Linked DNA regions of Sus scrofa: regions 1 and 2 are each linked to region 3. Evidence: chromatin contacts called from public HiChIP or PLAC-seq data. All regions are on one chromosome and are shown on one strand. The core of a region is the stretch at or near the end of the contact, and the rest is flanking DNA. Distances in the headings are between cores, read along the strand shown.

Region 1 (4,561 bases), core at 37-2,536, 150 kb before region 3:
CCTTACGATGCCACTCTCATTCTACGGCCTCCAGCCCTTAAACAGGAACCGCTGTACCCACTTCACAAACGGCCCACACAGACCACGGGGGTGCCTACGGAGCTCTTGCTTCAGGCGAGTAAGCAGCTCTCCTGGCTTCCAGGGCCCTGCTAGCGGCTAACTCTTCACAGGAGCCTCACAACTGCTGCCTTCCACTCACCGACCACAGCCCTGTTGGCCGAGGAGATGACCTTCTTAGAGCCTGAGGGCAGCTTCACGCGGGTCTTCTTTGTCTCGGGGTTGTGGGAGATGACGGTAGCATAGTTCCCCGAGGCTCTGGCCAGCTTGCCCCGGTCACCAGGCTTCTCCTCCAGACAACACACGATGGTGCCCTCGGGCATGGTGCCCACCGGGAGCACATTGCCGATGTTGAGCTGGGCTGCACGTGGAGGAGAGACAGCGCCGTCAGCGGGGTAAGCCGGTGTGTCCCAACTCCTACCCCCAGAAATTCAGGCCTGCGCGGCACCCACGGGGAGCTTCCGCCAAGCGAACCTCAACAGTCGAGGCTTCCGCCTCAGCGTCCCTCCGCCCCACCCCGACCTTGCATCCCAGGCGCGAGACTTACCCTTCTTGCCACAGTACACGAACTGGCCAGTGTGGATCCCCTCGGCGGCGATGAACAGCTCCGTCCGCTTCTTAAAACGGTACGGATCCCGGAAGACCACCTTGGCCAGAGGCGCACCGCGGCCCGGGTCGTGGATGATGTCCTGCAGGTTATGTAGGCATGAGCAGGGTCGGGGGGGGTTCCCCAATTCGCGCCGCGCCCCCACCCGCCTCAGCCCGCACGTCGCACCTTCACGATGCCCTTGATGTAGCCGTGTCGCTCGGCGAAGTCCACCGCGCGCAGACGGGCGGCGCCTTTTCGGTGCTTCACGTGCGCGCGGAACACGGAGCCGGCGCCCTTCCTCTGCCCACGGATCACGCGGCCCATGGTGGCGGTCTAGAGGTGGCTCACGGTCAGCGCCCAGGCGGCCCAGGCACCCCCGCCACCCCGGCTCCAGGGCCCTCGCTCCCTGGCCTCCTCCCTCCATGCCTCGGCACCCCCTCCTCCGGCCCCAACCCCGGCCGCTGGAGTTCCCCGCGGGTCCCAGGGCGGCGGATGGCCGCGGATGGCCCCGAACCGCACCAAAACGTCCTACCTGGGGCCGAGCGCAGCCGAAAGAGGAAAACAGGCCCCTGAGAGCCGCCTTATCTTCCGGGGCGGGGCCGAGAACCCTCAATCTTCCGGTCAGGGGTGGGACCCGCAAGCTCTAGCGCAATGCACGCCGGGACTTGTAGTCGGCCAGCGGGCGCCAGTGCACCCCCCACCCCCACCCCGCACAGGGACTCACTGCAGGCGCATAGAGCTCGAGCTCTGGCAGAGGTGCAGCCTTCGGGTTTCAGGATCACCAAGTGGGCGAGGCCCGGTGGGAGGGAGAGGGGCGCTCAGCTTTCACAGAGGCCTCCGGGCGGGTATTCTCCAGTGAGCAACGAGGAGGCCCCGAGAGGTTGGGTGACTAGTCCAGCTTGGTGCGGCCCACGACCGAGCGCCTCACTCGGGGCTCGGGGTCTCCTCCTGCTTTGACAAGGGCTACCTTTAAAGGAAACGGGTGGACTGATTCGGGGAACGTGCTGGTTTACAGAGTAAAAACACAGGGCCTGGACGACAGAGGAGAGATGTCCGACTCCTACCGGCGCGGGCGCTCTGGGGACATGGGGACTTTGCGCATTGCTGGGTCCTTGGAGATGTCAGAGCGGCCGTACCTAGATGCGGATGTTGGGGCGAGAGAGCCGGGGATCCTGGTCTTTGCTGGGAGGGATTAGGGTGGGCGTGGAGCGCCGGTGGGGTCGAGGTGGGAGCGGCAGAGAGAGTGGGAGAGGGCACAGGTGCGGGAGTCTCGGCTGGGATGGGTGAGACCCCTAGGGAGGGAGCCCTCCTCCTGGCTACGCGACGCCCTTTTTAGGTAGATGGAGAAGGGGATGCCAGCCCAGGAAAAGGAGAGGAAAAAGCGTTTGGGGGTGGGGTGGGGAATCCCCAATAGCTGGGAAGGAGAGGTGGGCGGGGTCACGCTTCTGAAAGGATGGCTGGGGACACGGAGACTCGACACGTGACCTGTCCAGAGCCTGGGGAGAGGTGGGTGGGATTGGAGCCTTGAGAGGGAGCTGCTGGGGCGGTGAGATGGGGGTCTGACTTGAAGATAAGGAGCAAGTCTTCCCCATTGGGTAGGGCACATCCTTCCTGGAGAGGGTTTCTGGAGAAGTGGGAGGCGTCCTTCCAGAGAGGGTCCCTGGAGTTAAGCAGAAAAGGAGGTGGAACCCCCAGTCTGAGTGAAAACTCAGCAGGGAGAAAGGGAGAACTTGGTGACCAAGGCTCCAGGTGTGCAGGTGAGACCTGCGCCAGTGAGGCAGGGAGGGGTCTGGGAGCAGACAGGCTTGCAGCCAGGACTTCAGGTGGTGTGTTTGCTGGCAGGCTCTGCGCAGATGGAGGCAAAATAGACATCAGGAGAAAATGACAGGAGAGAGAAGGAAGGGGGGCCTGGTAGCCACATGCTGAAGCCACAGGGGATCAGAGGGGACTGGTGCATGAGGCCCTGAGAGAGGCAACAGACTGGGGTTGGCAGGGATAGGGTATCAGGAGGCAGCACAGCCCATGCAGGGCCAGAAGCTGACAGACAACTGGGCCTCCTTGGGGCAGGGTGAGGTGTTCTGGGGTCAGCTTGGAATAGGCCTGAAGGACCAGAAAAGCAGGGTGAGAGTGGGATAGTGCTTGGACCTGTCGGCTGTGGAGTCCCTGGGATGGAGGCGGGGGGTTTGCAGGGCCCTCTACGCTCCCTCTGGCCCTGAGCTGGGTGCTAGAGCTGTGGATGCAGCCAGAAAGAGGATGACCAGACCAACTGTAGGCATGTGTTTAGGGTCCTGCCACAGTCTGACATGAGACAGGGGCAGCAGTGCCATCCAGGTGCCCCCAGGGGTATCCGGCAGCTATGAGCCCCATTGTGGGCCCTGAGCCCAGGGAGGTGCTGCTCCAGGGAGCTTGCTCATGTGGGCCCCTCCCAAAGACCTACCTAGAGGGAGCAGGTGTGGACTCACAGGAAGGCAGGCAGGGGTCGGGGGTGGGGGTGTGCGGATACTGTCTGATGTTTATGATGCCTCCTGGTGCATCCTCTTTGTAGAGATGGGAGTACTGGCTGCTGTACCCCTCATGATCCAGAGACCTGGGACTTGGTTCTCACTGGCCTGAATGTTGGCTGCCGTGTGAGGCCACTGAGCCTGGCACACAGCCAGGGCTCTGCAGATCTGGGTCAGCTGTTGGTGGTGAAGGCAGCCTTACTGGGCCTTCAAGAGGGGCCCACCTGCCTCTGCCCCTAGATGAGGGCCTCCCCACAGATGCCTTTGCTCATGCTGGTCAGCTGGGGCACCTTCTCATGCTGTCCAAGGTCATCTCTTCCCTGCGTTTCAAACTTGACTCCTAAATTTTTTTTTTTTTTTCCCAAACCCACAGCATGTGGAAGTTCCAGGACCAGGGATCAAACCTGCACCACAGCAGCAAGCCGAGCGAACCACTGCAGTGACAAGGCTGGGTCCTTTAACTGCTGCACCGCAAGGGAATTCCTCTAGAAGTTATTTATATATTTCCTTTTAAAGTTGCTCTTAAATGTTTCTTGTTACACACACACACACAAGTAACTGGTACAAACTCGATTAACCATGACCCTCTTCTGTCTTGTTGGTTTGGTTCCCCACCCCCAGCATAAGCAGCCCTGAGGCAAATAACAGCATTCTGCTCCCACATCTTTCGTAGGGTTATTGAGAGGGTTAAACGCGTGAATACACACTAAGGGTATAAAGTGAGCCTACAAAATCACCAGGGCTATGCAAATCAACTATAATACCAAAAAAAATTTTTTTTAATTGCGAGGGCTGTAGAAGTCAGAAAGTGGCCAAGCTCAGGCACAGACAGACAGGTGGTCTGAGAATGACCAGAGGGGGCCCTGGGAGGCTTCAAGGTCCTGGGCACCATCAGTTTGTTGACAAAGGTCATGCCGAATGCTGAAGGCATTTGTAATTCCTTTGATTTCTACTAAAAATGAAGGGTTTTTGCTTTTTTTTTTTTTTTTAAGTGTATGGGAACTCGTAAAAATTTCTGGGAGGTGTTCAGACCTCCAAAAACTGTGAAAGGGGTGATCCAAGCCTCCAGTATCTCCAAGGAGAGAAGGGATGCGGGGTAAAACTGGAGTAAAGAGAAATTCACGTATATGTGTATATCCAAACAAAAATGAGGAGGTCCGGTTGTGGCGCAGTGGAAATAGTCCAACTAGGAAGCATGAGGTTGCGGGTTTGATCCCTGGCCTCACTCAGTGCGTTAAGGATCGGCGTTGCCATGAGCTGTGGTGCAGGTGGCAACAACACTTGGATCCTCATTGTTGTGGCTGTGGTGAAGGCCGGCAGCTGTACCTCCAATTCGACCCCTAACCTGGGAATTTCCATGTGCTGCGGGTGCGGCCCTGAAAAAACAAAATACCAAAAAAAGAAAAAAAAAGAA
Region 2 (4,636 bases), core at 388-2,887, 180 kb before region 3:
CTCAGGGGTGGAGAAGACAAAGCAGGAACTGTGGCAGAAGCCCACCGTGGACAGCACCTGCGGCCTTGGGACTGGACTTCTCTTCTTGGACACATGCTTTCAAAGATTCCAAAACACCCACTTTATGTCAGGGGCTATTCTGGGGAGGTGCGACCATCACCCTCATGGACTTGAGTAAGACAGATGGCAGAGGAAAGACAGACATGAGATGGGCACATGCCTGGACAGAGGAAGCAGGGAAGGGACAGAGCCTGGGCAGATGGGTTGAAGAAGAGAGTTCAAGCCCTGCCTGGCTGGGAAAGTGGGAAAAGGCAGAGGTGACACAGGGCAGAGGTGTGGACAGAGCTCAGAGGCAGAATTACTAAGGGTCAGATTTAAAGAGGCCTTGACGACCTGATGAAAGTGAGGCACCAGCCGCATTTCTCCCTCAGGAGAGACAGAACTAAGGGAAAAGCACAGGAAGATCAACCTGGCCTGGGCACGCAGACTGACATCTGAGAAGACTCCTGGCACCCATCCATGCAGCAGCAGGAGAGAGCAGACGATGACCTCGAGGGGGTAGCCTTCACTCTCTCTCATTTGCGGTAGTTATTTAGTTCACTTTTTTTTTTTTTGCTTTTGCTTTTGCTTTTTAGGGCCACACCTGGGGCATATGGACGTTTCCAGGCTAGGGATCAAATCAGAGCTACAGCTGCCGGCCTACGCCACAGCCACAGCCACACGGGATCTGAGCCGCATCTGCGACCTACATTACAGCTCACAGCAACGCCAGATCCCTGACCTCCTGAGCGAAGCCAAGGCTCGAACCTGTATCCTCATGGATATTAGTCAGATTCGTTTCTGCTGCGCCACAACAGGAACTGCAAATTCACTTTATTTTAGAATTCTTGAAATTAAAATTGTCTCTTGAGTAAGGGAAACGTCATGTGGCTCAAAATTCAAAAAATTAAAGAGGCGTTAAGTTGAAATATCCCCAGCCAGCCACTCGGTTCCCTTCCCTGTTTCCAAGGTCCCCTTCCAAATTTCTCTAAGCTTACACAGGCAAATACGTTTATAATATCTTTGCCTTTTTAAGTTGTACCAAACCACACTCATTTAACATCTTGCTTTTCTTGCTTCAGTACATGTGGGCTCTTGCCCAGAAGAACAGAGACAGAGACTGTGGCGGAGAATGCCCCTCCCAACCCATGTCCCATAATAATCCCTGGAACCTACCCTACACAGCAAAAAGAGACTTTGCAGAGGAAATTAAGGTTAAGGTTATGGGCCTGGATTATCCTCGTGGACCCACTAATCCCATGAAACTCGCTGACTCAGAAGCATGGGTCATGCGCAAGGAGTGCGGCCTCCAGGAGCTAATGGCAGTCAGCAAGGAAAAGCAACCTCAGGAAATGAATTCTACCAACGAGCTTGGAAGTCGATTCAACTGGCATTGGGCTCAACCTGGTGCCAAGCAAAGACAAACCTGTGGGGACCAGCAGCCACCAGTCCTCGGCAGGTACCCGCGGCGCCGGCACGACCCACCCTCAGCCCCACTCCCCTGGGGGGAGAAATGCCCTTCTTCAGCTTCAGGGCGAAACGACCACCGACTGGGCCCCCAAGCAGAACACCCGGAACCAAGCGACAACCCCAATCATTTCTCACCGGCTCCTCACAGCTCCGACGACCGCGCCGATTCCTGAGGCCCCCTTCTCCGCCCCAACCGCCCGCGCCAGAAGGCCTGCCCTCGCACTCCCGCAGCCGCGCTCCCCGGGCAGGCGCTGCTCGGCCCCGCCGCGCACCGTCCAGGGGCCGCCCCCGCAGCCCTCCCCCACGCCGCGCACCCGAGTCGGGGCCTCCTGGGACCAGCACCCACCGCGGGGACTTCGGAGTCAGGCGGGAGCGCGGGCTGCGACGTGGAGGAGCCTCGCGCGCGAGCATCCCCCACCGCAGCCGCTCCCAGAACCGCGCAACGCCTCGAGGCGGCCCACAGGCTGACCCCGGAAGTCCCCCTCAACTTCCGGCCCGCTGCTTCCCCGCCCCCCTCGCCCAGCCCAGCGAGGCAGCTCTAGGCGCGGGGAGCCTGACGACTCCGTCAGTGAGCTCCCGACACCCTCTGCTCTCGGGAGGCGCCTGGAGCGCCAGCTGCCTCGCGATGACTGGCTGTGGGCGCAACTAGCCGAGCGGTAGCTGTTAGACATGGCGGGGAGGAAGGAGGCGGGGGGTGGAGCAATGAGGTCTCAGCCGGTTTATCGACCAACGAAGTGGCCGGGAGCGCTGAGCAGCGAGAACGCAGGCTCCCCGCTGCTTAGGGAGCAGTTAGTGACCTCAAAAAAGAGGTGGTTTCTATTTTTAGCACAGGTTTGTGATGGAGTAAGAAACAGGGAAGATAGAAGTTATGTTGTTGCAAAAGTTCCCATCGTGGGTTCCCATCGTGGGGCAGCAGAAACGAATCCGACCGGGAAACATGAAGTTGCGGAGTCGATCCCTGGCCGCACTCAATGGGGTCAGGATCCGGTGTTGCCCTGAACTGTGGTGTAGGTCGAAGACCCAGCTCAGATCCTGCGTTGCTCTGGCTGTGGTGTAAGCTGGCAGCTGTAGCTCCGATTCGACCCCTAGCCTGGGAACCTCCCTATGCCACCTGTGCGGCCCTGAAAAGACGAAAGACACACAAAAATAGTTATGTTGTTACAATTTAACAGTTTCTCCACCTATTTTTGTCTTGCAGCTTTGTGCTTCATGAGGTTATTTTTGTTCCCAAGCTGTCTGGCTTTTGCCACCTTTTAGTTCTTTCCCAATCTACACTCACTACCTAACAGTAACTGGACAGAAAGGGACAGGCAGGAAGAACTCGGTAGAATCAGAACAGACGTTGCTTGATAAGAACATGAGGGTGCATGTGGAAGAACTGAATCCCTCAATCAGTACATGATTAGACAGATTGATGGAAAACAAATGCCTTACGTATATACCATATGTAATGTTCATGGGGCTGTCCACAGAACATTTTACAAAAACTGATTAAACCGATGATACGCTTAGACATGAAGAATACAAATATTTTAAAGTATGCATTTTACAGGAAAATTAAACTATGAAAGTTAGAATAGAAATAACAAAAATAGGGAGTTCCCATCGTGGCGCAGTGGTTAACGAATCCGACTAGGAACCATGAGGTTGAGGGTTCGGTCCCTGCCCTTGCTCAGCGGGTTAAGGATTGGGCGTTGCCGTGAGCTGTGGTGTAGGTTGCAGACGCGGCTCGGATCCCATGTTGCTGTGGCTCTGGCGTAGACTGGTGGCTACGGCTCCGATTCGACCCCTAGCCTGGAAACCTCCATATGCCAAGGGAGCGGCCCAAGAAATAGCAAAAAAAGACCAAAAAAAAAAAAAAAGAAATAACAAAAATAATAAAAAGTCGACCCCCCAAACTGTAACTATTGAAATTTATGAAACACTGTCTACACAAACTTTGAATCAAAAATGGTACTAGCTGGGGAGTTCCCGTTGTGGCGCAGCAGAAACAATCTGACTAGGAACCATGAGGTTGCGGGTTCGATCCCTGGCCTCACTCAGTGGGTTAAGGATCAGGAGTTGCCATGAGTTGTGGTGTAGGTCTCAGATGTAGCTCAGATCTGGCGTTGCTGTGGCTGTGGTGTAGGCCGGCAGCAACAGCTGCAATTATTAGACTCCTAGCCTGGGAGCCTCCATATGTCATGGCTGTGGCCCTAAAAAAGGCAAAATAAATAAATAAATAAATAAATAAAAATGATACTAGCTGGGAGTTCCCTTTGTGACTCAGCAGTTAACGAACCAGACTAGAATCCATGAAGATCTGGGTTCCATCCCTGGGCTCAGTCAGTGGATTAAGGATGTGGCAACTTCCATGTGCAGAAGGTGCGGCCCTAAAAAAAAAAAAAAAGAAAAGAAAAGAAAAAAAAAATGATACTAGCTGGAAAATTAGACCACAAAACAATGAAAAGCAAAAATACTTCATTCTCACATCTATGGAATGCAGTGTAAACTGTAAAATACATAATATTCACTGAATATTTTTCAGAGAAAAATATGTATTATATATCACCTTAAATAATTTTTTTTTTTTTTTAGGGCCACGTCCAAGACATGTGAAGGTTCCCAGGCTAGAAGTCGAATCGAGCTACAGCTGCCGACTTAGGCCACAGCCACACAGGATCAAGCCCTGTCTTCAACCTACACTATAGCTCACGGCAACGCCAGATCCTTAGCCCACTGAGCAAGGCCAGGCATCAAACCCACGTCCTCATGGATTCTAGTCAGATTCATTTCTGCTGCACCATGATGGGAACTCCTTAACTACTTTCATTATTAAAGAAAACAGAGGAGTTCCCATCGTGGCTCAGTGGTTAACAAACCCGACTAGTAACCATGAGGTCTTGGGTTCCATCCCTGGCCTCGCTCAGTGGGTTAAGGATCCAGCATTGCCGTGAGCTGTGGTGCAGGTCGCAGTCGAGGCTCGGACCCTTTGCTGCTGTGTCTGTGGTGTAGGCCGGCAACTACAGCTCCACTTCTAACCCCTAGCCTGGGAACCTCCATATGGCCCTGACAAAAGACAAAAAAGACCAAAAAAAAAAAAGACGAACATTTATTTCAAGAAGTTAGAAACATTTCTCTGCTCCAT
Region 3 (4,536 bases), core at 1,122-3,621:
GAGCAACATGCCTGTTCCTGCACTGAGCTTTTACACCAGCCTGGAACCTCTCAGGGGACCCTCTTTACACCCCCCAGGCTTGAGGGCCCCTCCAGTGAGCCCATACCTGCAGAGGGGCTGTGTGCCAGCCTCCGTCTCCGGGGTGTGGAGCCGGGCAGTCAGCCCCAGGATCACGGCCTGCATGCTCTCTGTGCTAGGTCGCTCCTGCAGCAAGGCCCGGCTGCAGTGGGCACACTCCTGCAGCAGCTGCTGGAAGCTGAGCAGCGGGAAGGGCCACGTGTGCACCAGCTCGCGCAGCACGATGGTCTTCTTGTCCATGAAGGCCACTTTGAACAGCAAGGGAAAGAGCTCTCTCGGCAGCAGGGGCAGGGCCTGGCAGGCAGCTGACTGGCACTGGAGCACCTGCCGTGTGCTCAGGAACACAAGGGTGTGCATGGCGATGGGCCAGGCAGCAGGCCACCTGCAGGGAAGGGTCCTTCAGCTGTGGGGTGGGGGGGGACAATAGACCCCAGATCACCGCCCCCTCCATGCACCAGCTCTGGGAAAGCTCAGCATGGTGCTTGGCAGAGGGTGGAGAACCACGGCACCAAAGATCAAGGGCTATGTGCCTTGCAAGAGGCTGAGCAGAGTGGAGAGGAGAACAAGGCCATGCCTGGTCCCTGCCCTCCAGAAGCATGGGGGCCACCTAGAGAAACAAAGCCATCAAGCATACGAAATACATAACCAGCACGCTACCAAAGACGCCCAGCTCGCCTGGGTGTGTTTTTGATGGCTGTGGCTCTGCAGCCCCGCCCCGCCTCTGTATTTCAAGCCTCTCCAATCACAAAGCCATATCTTCCCTTCCTGAAAAGTAGGAAAAATCTAAGGCCCCTCTCCCTACACACAAGTACTAGACGGATGGGAGAATCCCAGGGGGCTGGAAGGTGCATCACAGGGCCCTCCCCCAGCCTCCTCGGAAGCCCTTGCAGGCCACCCTTAGATTCTGTGCTGCACCGCAAAGAGGAGTTGCCTGTACAGTCGCAACTTAATAAACACCAAGGCAGGCAGAAAGGACCAGGATCCAGGGAACTTTGAGTTCAGAGGGCCTGAGTAACCCAAGCCCTTGACATGAGCCTCACTTCTAGTGGTATCTCTCGGGAGCATCATGAGGCACGGAGACCCCTGCAAATTTACGGAAGCAAGAAGGAGGTTGTTGCCACCTGTCTAAACACCTCTCTCAGCCCTGGAAAACCCTGTTGAGAGACCAATTCTCAAACCAGTGGGATTCAAAGGCCCCAGACCCAGGCCTTTGCTCAGATGGGCGGAGGCCAGAAGGACACGCAAGCTTCCGGGGAGCAAAGAGGAGATGCCTGAGGCCACAGTAAACCTGGGCGTCAGCTCTGCTGCTGACTTCAGCAGCAGCAACAGTTAGCCCGCTTAACTGGAACCTCTCAGGGGACCCTCTTTTCACCCGCCAGGGGAACCTCTTAGGGCCTCTTTACTGTGCGTCAGGCACCTCACCCTCACAACTGCCTCCGGGTCATCTCCCTGGAAACAGATGACAAAACTAAGACCTAGGCATTCCCCACAAAGGTCACAGCCTGGGTGATGAGCTCGGGAAGGGTGGCAGCCTAGCCCCAGAGCCCCTCTCTTGCGGACCTCACACACAAGTCCTTAGGGCACTGGTTCCTGAGGAGCCCGGGACGTCAACCCTCTGCCAGGCTCCGCCTGTGGACAAATCTCGCGAGGACGAGTCATACCTCGCAGCGACGGGACAGACCAACCAAGCACCTGTCACGAGAGGAAACGAAAGCAGCCAGTATGGTCACCGTGGGAGGAGCTTCTCTGCGGTGGCCGCCGCCCCCTCCCGCGGGCCCGCGGCTCAGGCGTTTCCCCGAGGACGCCCCCGCTCGGCTCCTCCAAGCCTCGAGCCATGGGAGGCCCTCGATCCGACGCCCTCCGCCTCCTGCGCCGGGTCTTACCCCTTGAAGCCTGTGCGTTGCCCCCCGAGACCCGAGACCGCTTAGCCCGGCGCCGGGCTCCGGGTTCTCTCCACTCCGCAGCCGCAATGCCCGGGCTCCTGCCTGCGCCTCCCGGACGGCACCGGCCCGGCTACCCGCGCCCGCCTAGTGCGGCCAGGAAGAGCCAGGACGCACACCGCCCCGCCCCGTCCCCGGCCGGTGGCCAACGCTCACTAGCCTCGCAGCCGCCACCACCGCGGACGGCCCCGCCTCGCCGTACGTCGCCCCCAGCCCAGCGCCGCCGCGCGCCGCGATGATGTATTTGCCCGCCCATTGGCTGCCGCACCAGAGCTCCGCGGATAGGCTGCACCGGCCCGGCGGCCGCCGCGCCGCCCCGCCTCCGACCCCGCCGAGCGCCCCCATTGGCTGGCGGCCGGCGTCGCCCTCCCGGCGGGAGATTCGCTGGGCGCGGCAAGCGGGGCTGCCATGGAGCGGCTGCGGGATATACGCGAGCGTCTGCAGGCCTGGGAGCGCGCGTTTCGGCGGCAGCGCGGGCGGCGGCCGGGCCAGGTGCGGGCTACCCATGGGCGGGGAGCTGAGGGTGCCGCCTCAGACTAACGCGCTCCCTTTACAGGAGGACGTGGAGGCGGCGCCAGAGGAGACCCGCGGTGAGCGCGCGGGCGCGGGGCGGAGGGAGCCCTGGGGACGCGGGCGGGGGCTGGTGGGTGAACGAGCGGCCCGCACCCCCGCCGGAGTCTTGACTCCTGAACACCGACTCCCCTGACCCCGCTCTCAGCGCTCTACCGGGAGTACCGCGCTCTGAAGGAGACCCTGGGCCAGGCCGGCGACGTCAGGCCTAACAGCTTGGGGCGTTCGCTTTCCGCGGCGGCCGAAGAGGTACCCGGGCTGGACATCTGAACCTCTCGTTCAGCTCCCTGTACGCCGGTGCCACGAGGAGCCGTGGCCCAGGACACAGAACTTGGGGGGAGGATGGAGAGGGTGGAGCAAGGCCTGCCCTGCCCCCCCCAGGTCTCAGGGCGCGGGTGTGCGGGAGGTGGCTGGAGACACCTCTGGCCCCACGCCGGTTTTTCCGTAGTTTAGGTCAGTACTGTCTCATCCTGCAGACGCTGGAGCCCAGCTGCTGGGGGCCCCACCTGAATCGGGCTGCGACCCAGACTCCCCATTCTACCTCAAGGCTGATCCCTCAGGGATCTGTGCAGGACTATGGGAAGAGGCTTAAGGCCAACCTAAAGGACAGCCTGCAGGTGAGGAGTGAGGGTTGGGCAGGAAAAAATTTTTTGAGTTAAAAAAAGGGGGGGAGGTTGGGCAGGCAGTACATCGAACCTATCTCCAGAGCTGCTTGTTGCCCCAGGGCAGATCACCAGGTACCCGTCCTTGTGAACTCCTCCACACAAGCTCATCAGCTTGCACATGCACACACACAACTCCAGCGTTAACCAGGGCACCACTCCTCGGAAGAGTTCAGGGCAGCCTTTTCTCAGCTTCCTTTCTTCACCTGTCAGTCTTGTTCTCACCCAAGTGTTACGGTGGAGACTCCAGCAGGTTTCAGGCTTCGGCAGCCCAAGGGCCTGAGCTCCTGCTTGCCTGTCTCCCTCCCAGACCGGGCCAGCCCTGGGCCGAGTACCTCGGCTTGAACGAACACCCTTCTCCAAGAAGTCCTCCCCAGGGTCTCCAGGCACAGCGGCTGCCCTCATTTCTCCAGAAGAAGTCGGCAAGGTGCCCTCCCAGCTTCCCAGGACCCAGCTGAGGTCAGGCCGGCTCCAGGAGCTGAGGGCATCCCTAAGCTTGCGGCTGAGCTCCCTAGACCCTGGCTGGCTGCAGCGGTGTCACAGTGGAACCCCAGATTTTCCGGGGGTCCCCAGGGCCCGCGGGCCTGGCGGGGATGCAGAGGAGTCACAGCTGACTTCAGGTGTCCCGTGTGTACTCAGTCCCAGCATTGGCCCCAAGGTACCTTTACTAAGCCCAGAGGCTCCAGCGCCACAAGCAGCTGGTGTCAGTGCAGGCAGTCCCCAGCCTGGTAACAGTCAAGGCAAGAAGCGGAGACTGAGTTGGGAGCTGCAGGGGAGCCCTGCACAGCCCCAGCAGGATGGTAACCAAGGAGGACCCCCACCTGAGGGCGCTGCAGCTGCAGGGCACACAGAAGATTGTCTAGAGGAGCCTGTGCGGGCACAGCCCCTCAGCAACCCCACCACCTCCAGGTATCCCTGCTCTGGCCCCAAGCGGGGTTGCCTTCCGTTAAGTCAAGGCGAGTGGGCATCGCGCACAGCCCACCTGTGCATCTCTTCTAGACCCGCCATCCAGGACAGGGGGAACTATGTGCGGCTCAACATGAAGCAGAAGCGTTATGTGCGGGGCCTGGCCCCACGTAGCAGGCTCCTCCGCAGGCAGGTAAGGAGGTGGTGCCAGGTGTTCCCTCTTACTCATCCTACTTCTCGGTTTGTGACTCTCTTGTGTCCCTGCCAGGTGTGGAAGCAGAAGTGGCAGAAGAAAGGAGAGTCTTTTGGGGGTGGTCAACCCAGGGCCACAGCCAAGGATTCCTGCTTCCGGTGTGGGCAGCTCGGTCACTGGGCATCCC

Evidence for each region. HiChIP or PLAC-seq counts read pairs in DNA pulled down with a chosen protein or histone mark.
Region 1: an H3K27ac HiChIP or PLAC-seq map of alveolar macrophages shows a contact between it and region 3. The contact joins the promoter of RPL8 here to the promoter of RECQL4 in region 3. A contact is called at or near these places in 1 of 47 Hi-C or Micro-C datasets (liver) and 1 of 2 datasets of contacts at active chromatin or transcription factors (alveolar macrophages).
Region 2: a contact with region 3 is called in an H3K27ac HiChIP or PLAC-seq map of alveolar macrophages. The contact joins the promoter of LOC100621388 here to the promoter of RECQL4 in region 3. A contact is called at or near these places in 1 of 5 promoter capture datasets (liver) and 1 of 2 datasets of contacts at active chromatin or transcription factors (alveolar macrophages).

What each region holds. Positions count from the first base shown.
Region 1 is chr4:137,365-141,925 of Sscrofa11.1, forward strand. It overlaps RPL8 (60S ribosomal protein L8), which reads right to left and starts at 1,287. Exons shown (of 6, transcript XM_005655297.3): 1 at 1,179-1,287; 2 at 833-979; 3 at 605-746; 4 at 200-418. The coding sequence starts at 970.
Region 2 is chr4:107,190-111,825 of Sscrofa11.1, forward strand. LOC100621388 (zinc finger protein 16) reads right to left here and starts at 1,638. Exons shown (of 4, transcript XM_021090457.1): 1 at 1-1,638.
Region 3 is chr4:284,835-289,370 of Sscrofa11.1, forward strand. RECQL4 (ATP-dependent DNA helicase Q4) reads left to right here and starts at 2,372. Exons shown (of 22, transcript XM_013996390.2): 1 at 2,372-2,510; 2 at 2,575-2,608; 3 at 2,737-2,837; 4 at 3,065-3,205; 5 at 3,561-4,349; 6 at 4,425-4,536. The coding sequence starts at 2,427. It overlaps LRRC14 (leucine-rich repeat-containing protein 14), which reads right to left and starts at 2,251. Exons shown (of 6, transcript XR_002343662.1): 1 at 1,962-2,251; 2 at 1,639-1,770; 3 at 107-460.